Linked DNA regions of Anas platyrhynchos: region 2 is linked to region 1. The links are chromatin contacts, called in public Hi-C maps. All regions are on one chromosome and are shown on one strand. Each heading gives the region's core, a stretch centred on a gene start, on an enhancer-like site or on the middle of the called end of the contact. The rest is flanking DNA. Distances are from core to core; before and after follow the strand shown. Region 1 holds the start of LOC140001606 (endogenous retrovirus group K member 5 Gag polyprotein-like). Region 2 has its middle 65 kb from the start of COL1A2.

The links. A called contact is a pair of places that touch in the nucleus more often than the background predicts.
Region 2: a contact with region 1 is called in a Hi-C map of subcutaneous adipose tissue, with 4 times the contacts expected there. The contact joins the enhancer-like site here to the promoter of LOC140001606 in region 1. A contact is called at or near these places in 4 of 8 Hi-C or Micro-C datasets (F1 follicle, skeletal muscle and subcutaneous adipose tissue).

What each region holds. Positions count from the first base shown.
Region 1 is chr2:134,195,629-134,202,439 of IASCAAS_PekinDuck_T2T, reverse strand. It overlaps LOC140001606 (endogenous retrovirus group K member 5 Gag polyprotein-like), which reads left to right and starts at 5,262. Exons shown (of 2, transcript XM_072033629.1): 1 at 5,262-6,243; 2 at 6,705-6,811. The coding sequence starts at 6,707.
Region 2 is chr2:134,303,082-134,309,667 of IASCAAS_PekinDuck_T2T, reverse strand. No RefSeq gene overlaps it. Among named protein-coding and RNA genes, the nearest start is that of COL1A2, 65 kb to the right of the region's middle. Within about 2 kb of position 3,862, at least 5 of the 8 cell types and tissues checked have an H3K27ac peak or open chromatin away from gene starts, as enhancers often do. A contact at or near this core is called in subcutaneous adipose tissue, where this site is marked.

The DNA.
Region 1 (6,811 bases), core at 4,013-6,512:
AGTATGTAAGGGTTACTGCTAGGACTGGGACGTGGACTACTGCTGCCTGTACTTGGAGGTGGCGGGGAGAGAAAAAAAAATGAGATTTTGAAAGGAAACTCCAAGAAGAAAATGCTATCTCTTGTGGCATCTTCTGATTTCTCCTGTTCTCTCTCTCATCTTTTCCACGGCACTTCCTGACAGCCTCCTGCTAACATCCAAGTTCTTCTGTGTTGTTGTGCCCTTGCTAACAAAGTGGGCTCATCTGGAAATCAAACTGGAAGAAAAAAAAACCAACATAGCACCCACCTCACACCCTGTATTAGCACCCAGAAGATGCTCAGTTTGGCTCAGGTTTTGAGTTCATTAGAAATTACCACACAATCAAGTATTTTGCTTATGCTACATACAATGTTGAAGATACTCTTTCCTCTCCAAGGATCACAGTTGAAAATAAATGAAATGAACTACAGGTGGTGCAGGGAGTCTTCATACTCTCATTTCAGGAATATACAATGTTGAATAAACTTTCAGTAAAGTTCAGTCAGTCGTCTTTGGGGGCGGTCTGCCTCTCTATAGGGAATATCTCTGGATAATTTAATCATAAGCAGGTATGCATCAGCAGAGACACAACTAGACCATTAGCGTAAATTGGCTAAAACAATAGGGTTAAAACAGATTAAAGCTGACATTCAGAACACAGAAACCTGTGAGCAAAGGAAAATTACTGCAGTAACCAAGCTAACGATTAGGTTTGCAGCACCCCTGGCTGTACTGCACAGGACCAGAATTGCTGGAGAAACTGGGTAAGGAGACCATGGAGCTACCGACATACCCAGTGCTCGGCTGTGATATGCCTGTAAATGCTGGTACCGATGCTTTCAGACCAATTTTCCTCCCTGCAACACTGTGGGACTGGTCACACATTTGTGTGTCCCCTTTTTTCTTGCTCCTCAAGTGCAGCTCTCGGGGCCCACCGCCAGGCTGGCATTTATTGCTGCCATCCCTGCAGGCCCCACTGGCAGCAAGCTGGGCTCTCTGCAGCACTGCTTCTGCATGAACGTGGCATAAATAGGTGAAAAATGGAGGTGGTGAGAACATCTTAAATTCAGCCAATGCAGAGAGAAAAGAAACTTCAAAACCTTGGAAAGTGGTTGTGGAAGGGAAAGATATAAGTAACCTGGCTGCTTCGCTGGGCAGAAAATCATGAGCCCCTGACAATTACCTTAAAGATCTGTGTTAAGCGGTTTAAAATATGAATACTGTGCTGAAGATTATGAATAGTCAAATTTCCTTTAACACAAGTAAGAGACAAAATAGCAGTCCTGTTAACAGATCTCTGTTTCCACCACATTGCCACTTTTGGCGTGGTTAGCTTTGCTACAGTGCTTAGTAGTTTGAGGCAGGGTCTCCTCAAAGCTGTTTTTCTAACAGCCACCTGATCCCGTGTTTTACAGTACCAGAATCACACAGATGGATTTCAAGCAATGAGATGACAGCAAGTTCAAATAAAGCAATTCTCAGACATACTATCAGAAGTAATCTATAATTCATCTCCCTTTACACAAGCTTCATTATCAGCTCATTAAAAAAGCATTAATTTTCTGCATTGCTCCCATATAAATCTCAGGTGCAATCCAAATGCAATCTACAGCGCATAAGCAAAGACCTTCCACAGAAATGGCTGTATTTCTGCATTCCTAGGCTTGAATAAATCAGTCCTTTCCTGGAAAATAGGTGGTTGAATGCAGGTATTGCATGAGCAAAATTCCCTAAACATGGTTCCAGGTTGAAGTATATCCTGAGCAGGAGGCAATGGCTCTCATTAACCCAAAGAAAAGCTTCCAAATAAATGCGACAGATGAATGCCCTTTTGAAAACAAGCAATTGAAATACATAGAATTTAATATAATAATTATTTCATTGTCAACACCATTTAGAAACACATATATATTTTGTTTTCTCTTACTACAGAAATCGTTTTTTTGTGTGAAATGAAACACGTTTTCCTAAATGCCAATTTTAAGACCCTTAGTAAACACCAGCAAGTGATCCTTCACCATTTCCACAAGGGCAGTGCACCACCTATTGGCTTAGACGGTAATCACCGACCTCTAAAGGGCATTCTTGTTGGTACTTGAATTCAGTGAGGGATCTTTCACTGCCGTGGTTACTCTTGAAATCTCCTGAGCCCTGCGTCACCAAGAACATCCCAAGGGCTATTTCTGCAAAATATCAGTGCCACAACTCTTTCTGAAAATCAACTGCGTTATCAGAAATATGTCCATCCACACCAGGAAAGCTCCCAGCAGCAAAGTGCAGTCTCACTCAGGGTAGAAAGGAATCCAGATGAGAATAATTTTGTCTTTTAGTTGCTGATTTCTATGAATCCAAAATAGGAGAAGCAAATTCATCCAATTGATAGTTTCCTGATGAATTAAATGCTTGTGAAGATATTTTCTGTAACTTACCTGTCGGTTTCCTGCACCCATCTCTGTGCAATGATACTGCTGTTTAAGCAGACTCTGCCATTTCAGGCATGAAGTCTGTTCAGTAATGATCTGGAACAGGTAAGAGCAAAGAGAATTTAAGAGGACTTACAGAGGAATTGCAGAACTGGGCTCCTTCTGTTTGTCCAGACCCCCAATACATCTATGAGGTTCATAAGGACACGGGGAAGGGAAAGGAACAAAATCCAAGATGAAACCTCATAGGCAGCTCTTTCTTCTTTTCCATCTTCCTGGCAAGTTGCTAGGTGCTTACCCAACTCCCATGGTCAGGGCCCTGGTCTTTGAGTGTACCTTGTGTTTTCAAAGGAGAAAATCAGTTGGAGAGAGGGGAGTTTTCCTCTCCATTTTGAAGCTGTTTTGCACTCCTCTGCAACTTTGAGGACATAAAGCAAACTTGTGAAAAACAGGAGGTGTTTTTAAATCTTGTGCCTTGCTTGTAGAGTGGAAGCACACTGTCAAAGGCAACAGACCAGACCAAAGACCTCCGCCGGTTTTATTAGCTGCTCTTTTGCACCTAGGTCAAGGCCAGCATTTTTTCTTAGCTATGGGTACACCTCTCCACCAGCTAAATGTCTGCCTTCAAGCTGACAGTATTCTAAACTTTTTGCCTTCTGCTTTGAAAACACTCCCTGATATCCCTCAACCTCTCAACCTCCTCCTTGAGTTCTGCCACGAGGCGGAACAGGTCATCCACCTGCTCACACCACTCCCTTCTCACGCGCCATGCCCTGTTTGCCCGTCCTGGTCACCACACTCCCTAGGGGCAGCTTTTGAACGGCTGGGGAGGGGGCACTGCTGGATCTGCCTACACCTCCTTCTCGCCTTGTTCACCTCCCTGGTGGCTCCCTCAAGTGGGCTCCGTGAGGGAAAAATTAGCCCTGCCTGTCCGATGCCCCGCTCCACTGCAGAACGTGTCTGCCCCGGAGCCGATCGCCTCAGCGAGCGTTCTCTTCCAACGTTAGAGAAAGGAAGACATCTCAGAAAGATTAAATTCTTGCACATAGCATGAAAATACACAGATGGGCAGAGGAGAGAGAGCCTTATCAGTTTTCTCTGTGAGAAAGGTCTGACAATTATAAAATGGAAATGGGAAAGAGTGGATTCAACGCGTAAGAATTTGTTCTGTTCCTAGGCCTTAGGGAAAGGAAGATTCTGTTAGTGAAGCATCTCAATACAAGTGGTTTTAAAGCATAAACAAGGACATTGAAAGAAAGAATTAGATCCATCTGCCTCTCATTAGAGCAATTTTTAAAGTGTGTCCTGCCCAGGACATTCAAAGCTGGAAGCAGACAATTACAGCTGCCTGATGGAGTCCAACTCACTAGGCTTTCACACACATCTTACGGGAATGGCATAACTACTCGGCTGCCTGTTAACTCCTAAATGAAATAAATCTTTGCTAAGCCTGGGGTGCATAGGAGCCTGTGCTGATATTTAGAGTGTATGCTTCCATTTTAATGTCACAAAACCTCTTAGACTTGTGGGAGCTCACAGCAACCCAACAAAGCACCATATAGACAAACAGATATGGCGGAATAGTGTGAACCCTAAGGGCTACTCTGTGGTATTTTGCTTAAATTACATTATTTCAAGGTAATTCCATCTTTAAATAATGACTCATGGAAATATTCTAGTCCATTGCTGACACTTGAGAAAACTAGAGTTTTAATGAGCCCAAGGTTAATATAGAGATATGTTTTCCAGTGTTAGAATTATAATCCTAATATTTTTAAAAAAATCATCCTAAAATAAAATTACCTTCCTAAAAACACTGACTCCAAGATCAAGAAGTAAGTCCTAGTAAACTATAGACTAAACTATGGACTATTTCAAGCTGCTGAAACTACCTTCACAATACAATATTTCCTTGTAGTAGATTATTTCTTATATCTCGGTCATTTCATGTTTAAATGCAAAAGCTACTCAAAAGCACACTGCAAAGTCTAATGAGAAATTAAATTGCAAAAGAAATAATATCATTCTTAGTGGAGAAATAAGACTGGCTGGCAGGTTCTCACTATTAGTAGTGGGAAAAGAGCCCTGCTCCAAAGGCCTGATCTTTCACTACCAAAATCAGTTGATGTTGTGTATATATTCTTACCCAACCTCAGGCAAACACGTCCAGTTCCATCAAATTTCACTCATTTAAAGAAACAGGGGAAAGTAGCCATAACTCTAGAGATCCAGAGTTACATCATGTTCAGGGGAAATGCGTTTCTAGATATAGCTTTTTAAAACTGATTTCTTCCATTTCTAAATGGGAGAAAATCACAATATCAAGTGACTACACATTAATTTTTCAGAAAAAGCAGACCTGACAAGATACAGAATAATTTCCAAGAAGTGTATTTTTTCATTGGTGTTCATAACAGTCAATTATAATTTTTAATCTACAGCAAAGCTTGGAGTTTTCCATTTCAGCTTTTGTCCCATAAAGTAGTCAGACCTTCTCATCTGTACGTTTGCTTATAAATTATAAATTCCATAGCTCATTCATGAAATACATAACAGTTTGACAGTCACCCAGCTCCGCTGCCTGAAATACTGCCAGATAACAAGCACGGAGGGCAGACTGTTGCATGAGGACAGCTTAAAAGTTGCTCTGTGGACCTGAGATGTTCTCCACGGCCAGCCAAAGGAATGCTGTGCTGCCTCTCTCCAGCAATATTTAATAACCTGGTCAAGTATTTGTCAAGCACCATAGGTATAGGTCATATTCTGGTTTCTGTTTAGGCAACGTTCTGAAACACTGAACTGCACAAAAGTGGTGGCAGTTATACATGAGTGAAACCTCTTGGCCAGCTCTGGGGTCTGAACTTTTTTCCAAATTCTCAAAGGCAGTAGATGTTGCTTCATTTATCATTAATACTTAGATTGTCCTTGATTTTCTTTAACCAAACCTCTTTTATAACATTGAAGTTTGCCTCTGTCCATTTTCAGGGACCACAGTATTTATTTTCCTTGGCTACCCTGGTGTCTCAGGCATTACTGCAAGCAGTAACATTTACTGTGCTTCTTGTCTTCTTTTCTAAAAGAAAATCTTTGCCTTCTTGTTCTGTTGAGGGATTTTTGAAACAGCAAAGATCCCACAGCTTGCTGCAGCTGAGCAAACCAAGCTACCAGGGCAACTATGAGAAGTTCCCATGACAGTGTTCCCACATCACCCAATTGAGGAATTTAGAAAAATATTGTTACCAGCAGCTGGCTTCAAGGACAAGGTCTACGTGACTGCTAATCACAAGGGGGTTGCTTTCTTGCAGGTGGGGTTGTTTTCTTGTAGTTGTTTGAGTGCTTTTGACCAATAATCTTGTGTTAGACACTGTCCGCCCCTGTTAAGTTCTCTATAAAAGTTAGGCTATTCGGGCAATAAAATGGAGCATGATCTGACCATACTAGTGTCTGTCGTGCTCTCGGCCATTCTTCCTGCAACATATGGCACCCGAACAGGCTGAGACCCGAACAGGCTGAGAGACCTGAGAGACGCTGAGAGATCTGACCGATGCTGAGAGAAACAGAGAGACTTCGGAGACACGGAGAGCCCTGAGAGACGCTGAGAGAAGCTGAGACCTGAGAGACGCTGAGAGACCCGACAGACGCTGAGAGACCTGAGACACACGGAGAGACTTCAGAGGCACGGAGAGCCCTGAGAGACGCTTCAGAGACACGGACAGCCCTGAGAGCCACGGAGAGCCCTGACAAAAAGCCTGAGGGACACTGAGAAACTCCAAGCACCGACCCGGACAAAGGAATTGTGGTGAGACAAATTGCGGGAACAGAGAAGTCGCGGGCGGGACCCGGGGGGTAAAATCGCGGTCACAGGCGGGGAGAAAGGAGTGGCGGTGGGACGCGGGGCATCCCGGATCGAGTTGCTGCGGGACACCAGAGGCGGCAGGGGACAGCGTGAGGCGGCCGCCACCGTGTGGCGAGCTGTCCCAGCAGCAGGGCGGGGGTCGCGACCCCGCAGCCGGTCTGACGCGACCATGGAGGCGGAGGCGGCTGTGCAGCTCCTCTCTGGCATTCTGGCTGCGAGAGGCGTATCTTGCAGCGCGAAAAAGATCAAATCCCTGGTGCAATGGGCCCAGAAGGAGGGTTTTCTAAAGGAAAGCCCTCTAAGCTTTAGCCCAGATGAGTGGAAGCTGGTAGGAGATCGGTTATGGCACACAACCACCACGAGTGGAAAGTTCAATAAAGATCTATGTATGACCTGGCGAGCAGTGATGGATGCGCTGTGCGGTCTGAAGGCCGAATGCCAGGTGGTAACGGCGACGACGCAAGCTTTGTCACTACCATCCGGGGCCGACAAAACGTCAACTACAAAATCT
Region 2 (6,586 bases), core at 2,613-5,112, 110 kb before region 1:
TTTCAGCAAATGATGTATTAATTAGCTACCTTACTAATGACTTCATTTTTCCTAACATACTAAATATGAATAGTGTGGTGTTGCCACAGAAATAGTGTATTTTGCATTACTCATTTCCACACCTTTTTCATTCATTATATAAAGTTTATATAAAGACTAAACAAGATTTGAAGCTGTATAATTTAACTTATTAGTTTTCATTTATTTATTAAACAAGCAATCATAACTAGTGATTTATTAGTCAAGAGCTAAAGTGCAGCAATATTCTTGTTTTGCCAAATACTCTCACTTGTCACAAAGGAAGGCTATATATTTTTATGATGAAAATGTTACCTATATTTTTCATTACTCCAAATCTTCATAACCACATGTTTCTAACTGGATACTGGATGACATCTGGATCTTCATTACAAGAGTTAAAATCTGGAATAACTCCAGTGATTTGTACTATATTATTCACGCCTGGAGATAGCATTATACCTATGATTTCTCTCATAATGAGGTTGCCTATTTAATTCCCTATCATTTTCACTGGTGTATTACCTGTGAGACTGACGCTTTGAACTTTATTTTTGTTAATATTCCTCATACAAAGGAAAACCATGTGCTGCATTCTCAATTATCATAATTTTACATGATGAAAAGCAAGGAGAAAACTACCACATTTCTGATAAAAAGCAGAAAAACAAACATTAATATAGGCCATTATATGTGTGTGACAGTCTCTTCTCCTTGAGGAGAGACAAACTCTTTGCCTTTGAAGATACATTAAGCCACAAGCAGTCACAGCTACAAAACATTGCATTTATTTTTAAAAAGCCAGCTTAAAGTACATACATCCACATGGCAGCTATGCTAGCAGGAAAGAGGTATATTTTAAAGCACAGCAGTTAGGACTTCGGTTTCATTAAAAACTGATGACATTCAGAGGAAAAATAGACACCGATTCAGAGCTCTTCTACTAAGTGTCTGCTAGTCCAGATGCTTCAAGTCTGGCCTTTGTGAGTTTGCAGATTTGGAAAGTACAGGGCCAGCAGTTCTGGAGGGCAGATTTCCCTGTATTTATTATCCTGTTAATCAAAGGCCCTCATCTCATCCATGGTGACCATCATCAGGGGCTGCGGTAATTGCCTTCAGGGACACATCACTGCCCAAGAGAAAAGGATTGCAGCAAAACTATACGTAGGCAGAGGGAGCTGTAACCATCCTCCTAGCAGAGCTTCCCAACTCTTCACACACATTTCTGCCTCCTCTTGCACCCAGGCTTCAGAGATTTTTCTAAGAGTGTTAAAATATTTTGATGTAAATGAGGCCTCTGAATGAGGTCAGCCAGTGCCCAGAGCTGCTCCTCATGCCATTACTAAAGAATCAGAGATATTTAATCTGGCACAGCAAGGCAGCTAAAGGGCAAATGGCTCTTTTACAATAAACAGGCTAATTAGAGAGGCTTGGGCAGCCAACCCAGCAGACCACTAGCTGGTTTTCAGCTTGCTCAGCAATGTGGTCTAGTTCACACAAGCCACATGTGTGCTAGTGCTGGCAGAGAGCAGAAGGTGAAGAAAGATCTCCCTGTTGTGCAAAGCGCTGATTTACACCAGACAAAAGTGATTGTGGGATATATACACCAAGACAAGGTCCCTGAGCACCTCAATGTCTGCAGTGTGCTTACCCTCATCCATAACCCACATCATATAGTAACCCTATTTTCATTGAACCATGACCTTGTGCAATTCCTTTTCTTTTTAGATTGTACCTCTCCCTCCACCACCAATAAGTTATAACTGATAACTAACCTTAGCCAGATCTGACAGAGCAGCAGACATCTCAGACAGATGGTTCCTCAAAACACCAGGAAAGAATCTGGAGAGAGAAGGGAGGCCAGCATTAATGCCCTCATAGAGGCAGTTACACCAGAAGGGCTGGTCAATGTATTCTAGCTAACCCTGGATGTATCAAGGACTAGTTTGTTTCTTACCTGATGGACAACATAGGGCCAGAGGTATTCTAGTGCTGGAAGTGGATGGGCAGGGCATAATGTTAAATGAACAGAACACACTCATATATATTATATATATTATATAATGTGGCTGAGGCACAGCAGACTAAGACCAACAGCACTTGACCTATCATTGTCAACAACAGCAAAACTTGAAACCATGTCAGAAAATAAAGTAATATTAAGAAGAAAGCCACTTTGTTGAAAATACTTCATCAGATAAATAATTCTGATGTATTGAATATTACTCTCTGAATAAATTCAGTGCTTATTCCAAGGCAAAATATTTTACTAGAGTGCTTTTATTTTTCCCTACTTTTCTTTTTTTTTTTTTCCTATAGCGTACCTTGAAAAAAAATGCAAATTTTCCCACCCCTTAACTAAAAGAACTCTCAAGTTTTTCCCTCAGCCCACATGTCACTAACAAGGTGACACTTTTGCACCCATTTTTGCACTACAATTAAAGAACATAATTTATTGCTTGTTAAATACATATGGTGGAGACATTGGTAGTATCTACAGTAAGACTATATCATATCATGTCTATTTTTAAGTTTACTACAGTATAGTATCCTGTTAGAAAGCTGATTATGTAAAACAAGCATTTTATCTTGGAATGAAAGCTGTCTCTTGATTTTAATTAATCAGAGCAAGTTTTCCAGTTCAGGAGCATGTCCTGGCACGGTGAGGGTTCAGAAAAGTTCAATTTCACAAAGCTAAAGAAAAGAAGTGGTTCTGAATATTGCTGCCAGATTTTAACCCTTTGGATAAATATTGCTTAAAACTGTTCCTTGCAATGTTTGTTCCATCCTCTACAGGATCAAAGTTATGCCTTGCTGTCCTGGTCCATGGATAAGAGACACTTTCGAAGTAAATCACAGATTTCTTCCAGCCTTAGTCATTCCCATCATCTGTGGGTCAGTTGGACATGTCCAGACATTCATTCTAGCAATGAATCAACACATGAAGAGGTCTTGCAATCTGGTGTGCAAGTGCAGGTGAAAAGTACTGCATATAACTCCTCGTGATTTAGACAAATGTTTAGACTGATATGAAACAAATTTTTTTATTTATGTTTTGGACATTTTTTTAAATCCCTTTAAAATGAGGAAATTATGATGCAAAGTTTGAAATGCATTTCACTTGGATTTAATAAATGATTTTCTTTCTACTTTTAAAGATATTTAGTCAGCTTTTTCTTCCTTTATTTTTTTTTACCAGGCTGAACCATTTGGTGAAATCTAAAGTATTTCATAAACTGCTGTGATCATGCTAAAGCTTCTTATTTCAGAGAAAAAAAAAAAAAGAAAAAAAAAAAAAAAAAACATCCAGATGAAATGCTGTGCAGCAGAATTCCCATCAATCATACTTGCAGGGAGTATGATCTGAAAGGAGTGTCTTCCTTTTCCCCTCCCTCCCTGCCTCTATTGCCTCTAGATGTTCTTTTGAGGAATTTCTTATCTGCAAACTAAGATACAGTCAAGTCGCAGTTTTCCTTAAGGAAAGAGGCCCTCTGCCTCTTTTATTTTTCTTTCAAGGTGAGATGAAATAGCTCAGGGATTCTGACAAGTTAGCACAGTTAGCACTGAAACCTTTTGTCCCGCTGAGGTTTTAAAATGTGGATGCAATCGGGAGTGTCCAAACACGGCAAGGGAGCCTGCTGCCCTTCTGCCTGGGATCAAACCATAAAAGCTGACTGTATTCCTAGAAAACCTATTCTCCCCAAACCTGCTTCTCTCTGCAGAAGTCTGACTCTCTGAGGGGCCAGATTTCTGACCTCAAAGAAGAGAGCAGGAGGAGAAAGGCGGTGCCCTGTGGTGGAGGGGAAGGGCAGCAGCGTAAGCCTGTCCCCCCGCCAAGCATTCCCATTACAGATGTGTGGGTGGGGATGAGCTATGTGGCAAGCAAGCCTTGACTTCCTCAACCCTGCCTCACAGCTCATTTCCCACCCTCATTTTCCGTTCCTTGAGTGCTCTCCCACCCGGGTGTGGAGAGGAGCATGGGCACGGTGGCCACCGGATGGTCTCTGAGGGGCATGAGGATTACATTAATCAGCAATGGAAACTTCAGACCTTTTGCACTCTAATTCTTTTATTCTTGACACACTCTGCATTGTTTCTGACTTGCTTTAAAAAATATTAGGTGAAAAGCAGTGAATATGCAAATCTTTGTGAATATGCTGAAAAGCATATCTTTCATTTTCTTCACAGCAGGACGTTGAAAAAGACCACTCAAAAATACCTGTTTCATTTTATCAGTTGTAATTGTTGAAAACTGTTTCAGCTGACCCAAAGAGTGTTCAACAATATTTGATTTATTCCTCCGGAACGTTTTTTAAACCCCAAAGAAAAAAAAAATAAAAAAGAAAAAAAAAAAAGAAACAGAAGTAGAGAAGTAGAGACACTTAACCCAGCAGGCTGGAGAGCATTGTCTGACTTTCTCAGTCTGCCGAAAGGCGTTGCTGCTGTGGAGCATGCAGGCTGAGGACACTAGATGGTCCCTGTGATCCAGTTTTGCACTTCAGAGCAGTCAGAGCTGACGCGGCCAAGTACAATTATGGTATGTCCTTGCAGCCAGGGGGAAAAAAACAATGTTGGCGATCTGAAGTTACCACCCAGAACCACATCAAGAACTGCAAAAGTAACCATGATGGCTTTCTCAGCCTTTAAAATGAGGGAGCGACGTGGCACTCTCAGTCTCCCAGACAGAGCAACGCAGTCCTTTGGAAAGTTCCTCAAAAACAATTGGCCAGAAGTTTTTCTCTGAGTTTGGATACACCCTGTAATACAGAGCGGTTGCTATACTGAAAAAGACTAGATGAAAAAGAGAGTTAAAAATAAAGCAGAGAGGTTTTGAAAATAATGGTATGCTTTTTTTTTTTCCACCCTAAATAAGTTTGAGGTTGTGCTGCACAAACCCACAAACCTAACATTTATAAAAGAAAGTCGCTGCCTCTCATCTTTCTTTTTTTTTTTTTTTTTTAATTAAAAGTATGGTATTCATGAAACAATCAATTAAACCTAATTTATTATGCAAATAGTCTTTGGGACATATTTTCAAGACAGATTAATTTGTGGAGGTCCGCTCAAGATTTAGAACATTTTTTGCTGATATCACCACTTTTTCACTATGTGAGAAGTTAGAAAAGATTGCTATTTTTTAAAGTGATAGTCCTTATAATAATTAGATACCTTCTGCTTTGAAAGCCATGCTCTAAATCTGATGCATTGTAAGTTTGCAGCCACTTCCAATGACTTTAAATGGTTAATGAGGACTAGGTATCCTAATTCAACCCTTGCTGAAGTTTTGTGGATACGCCAAAGTGGGTCCCATCAAAGCTAAATGGGTCACCACGAAAATTAAAGGAAAAATGTCAAGCAGGAGGAGCCTGGAAAGCAGTGGAAAAGTCTGCTGCCTTGCTGCTTGGAAAGTAAAAGAAGCTGTAAAAGAAGCTGTAAATTATACAAATATGCATCTGATCTTATCAGTAAAAGAAAATTTGCTATAAATGCAAGTCCACCCTTATCTTGTGTGTGAGTGAGGGGAGTCAGGGAGTGAAGCGAAACACTTTTCTTCCCATGAGCTGTGAGCACCAAGACCTCAGAGCTGGGTGAATGGTGCAGTCAGCCTCTCCTGCAGCCTGTCCCTCCCCTTCTGTCCTGCCTCCCTGCCTGCAACTGGGCCAGCTCCCCACTCCATGGACACGCTGGTCTTCCTCTGTCTGGAAGGGAGGAGGACTGGGCACCCGCCATGAGAGCTGGCTCCAAAATCTTGGATTTCCTTGGATGCTAGCGGTGGCCAACGTGGATAATTTTGGGAAGTGCCAGGGACAGAGGAGAGCATCACCTGGAAAGAGCTGCACTGTTTCTCCACAACATCCCTCACTGGCAGTCAGGACAGTGATCCCAACTGGGATGCCTATGCCATACACCTCACCGAAAGGTGCCTGCAACAGGATGGGTACCTGAGATTTCCTAACAAACACGATCAGAACAAAGGAAGGTCCTGTGGGAAGGAGAGATCGCTTTGGTTTGAATTATGCCTTTGCATGCCAGAAAACTGGAGAATATAGGCTGTGTCCTGCCTTCCTTGTGTGATGTCTTCACAAAATGCACAGTGACAACGAATAACCCATATCTGGGAGATCTTCCTCAGACTGCAGTTTTGCTCAAATTGTATATGATATTATTTCTTGTTGCAGTCCTGTGACTGTAGCCTGTTACTCCCTCTGTCCCGTGTCATTTTCCCCATATTGTTTTCTCTCACACTACCTCAGCCCCTCTGCAGCAGAAGACTTGTCTTCTCTGCTCACTTCTCATACCTTCCATCAGCTCACTCTTCTCTTTTGCTAACAAGCTGTCTTTCTGTACCTTCCTTCCCTGAATCATGTCTCCATCATCATATTCTTATAAGGGTGATTCGTGACCCTCCGGATCCCTGATGCTTTCTCACATCTGCTTTACCCTTGTCCTGATCACCCTGGTATTAATCACCTCCCACAATTACCCAAAGAGCAGCTAGAAGACGTGCATGGAGATGGTTTGGTTGCACTGTAGGTTGTCCCCACTGCCTGTTGGCAAGAGGCTGGGA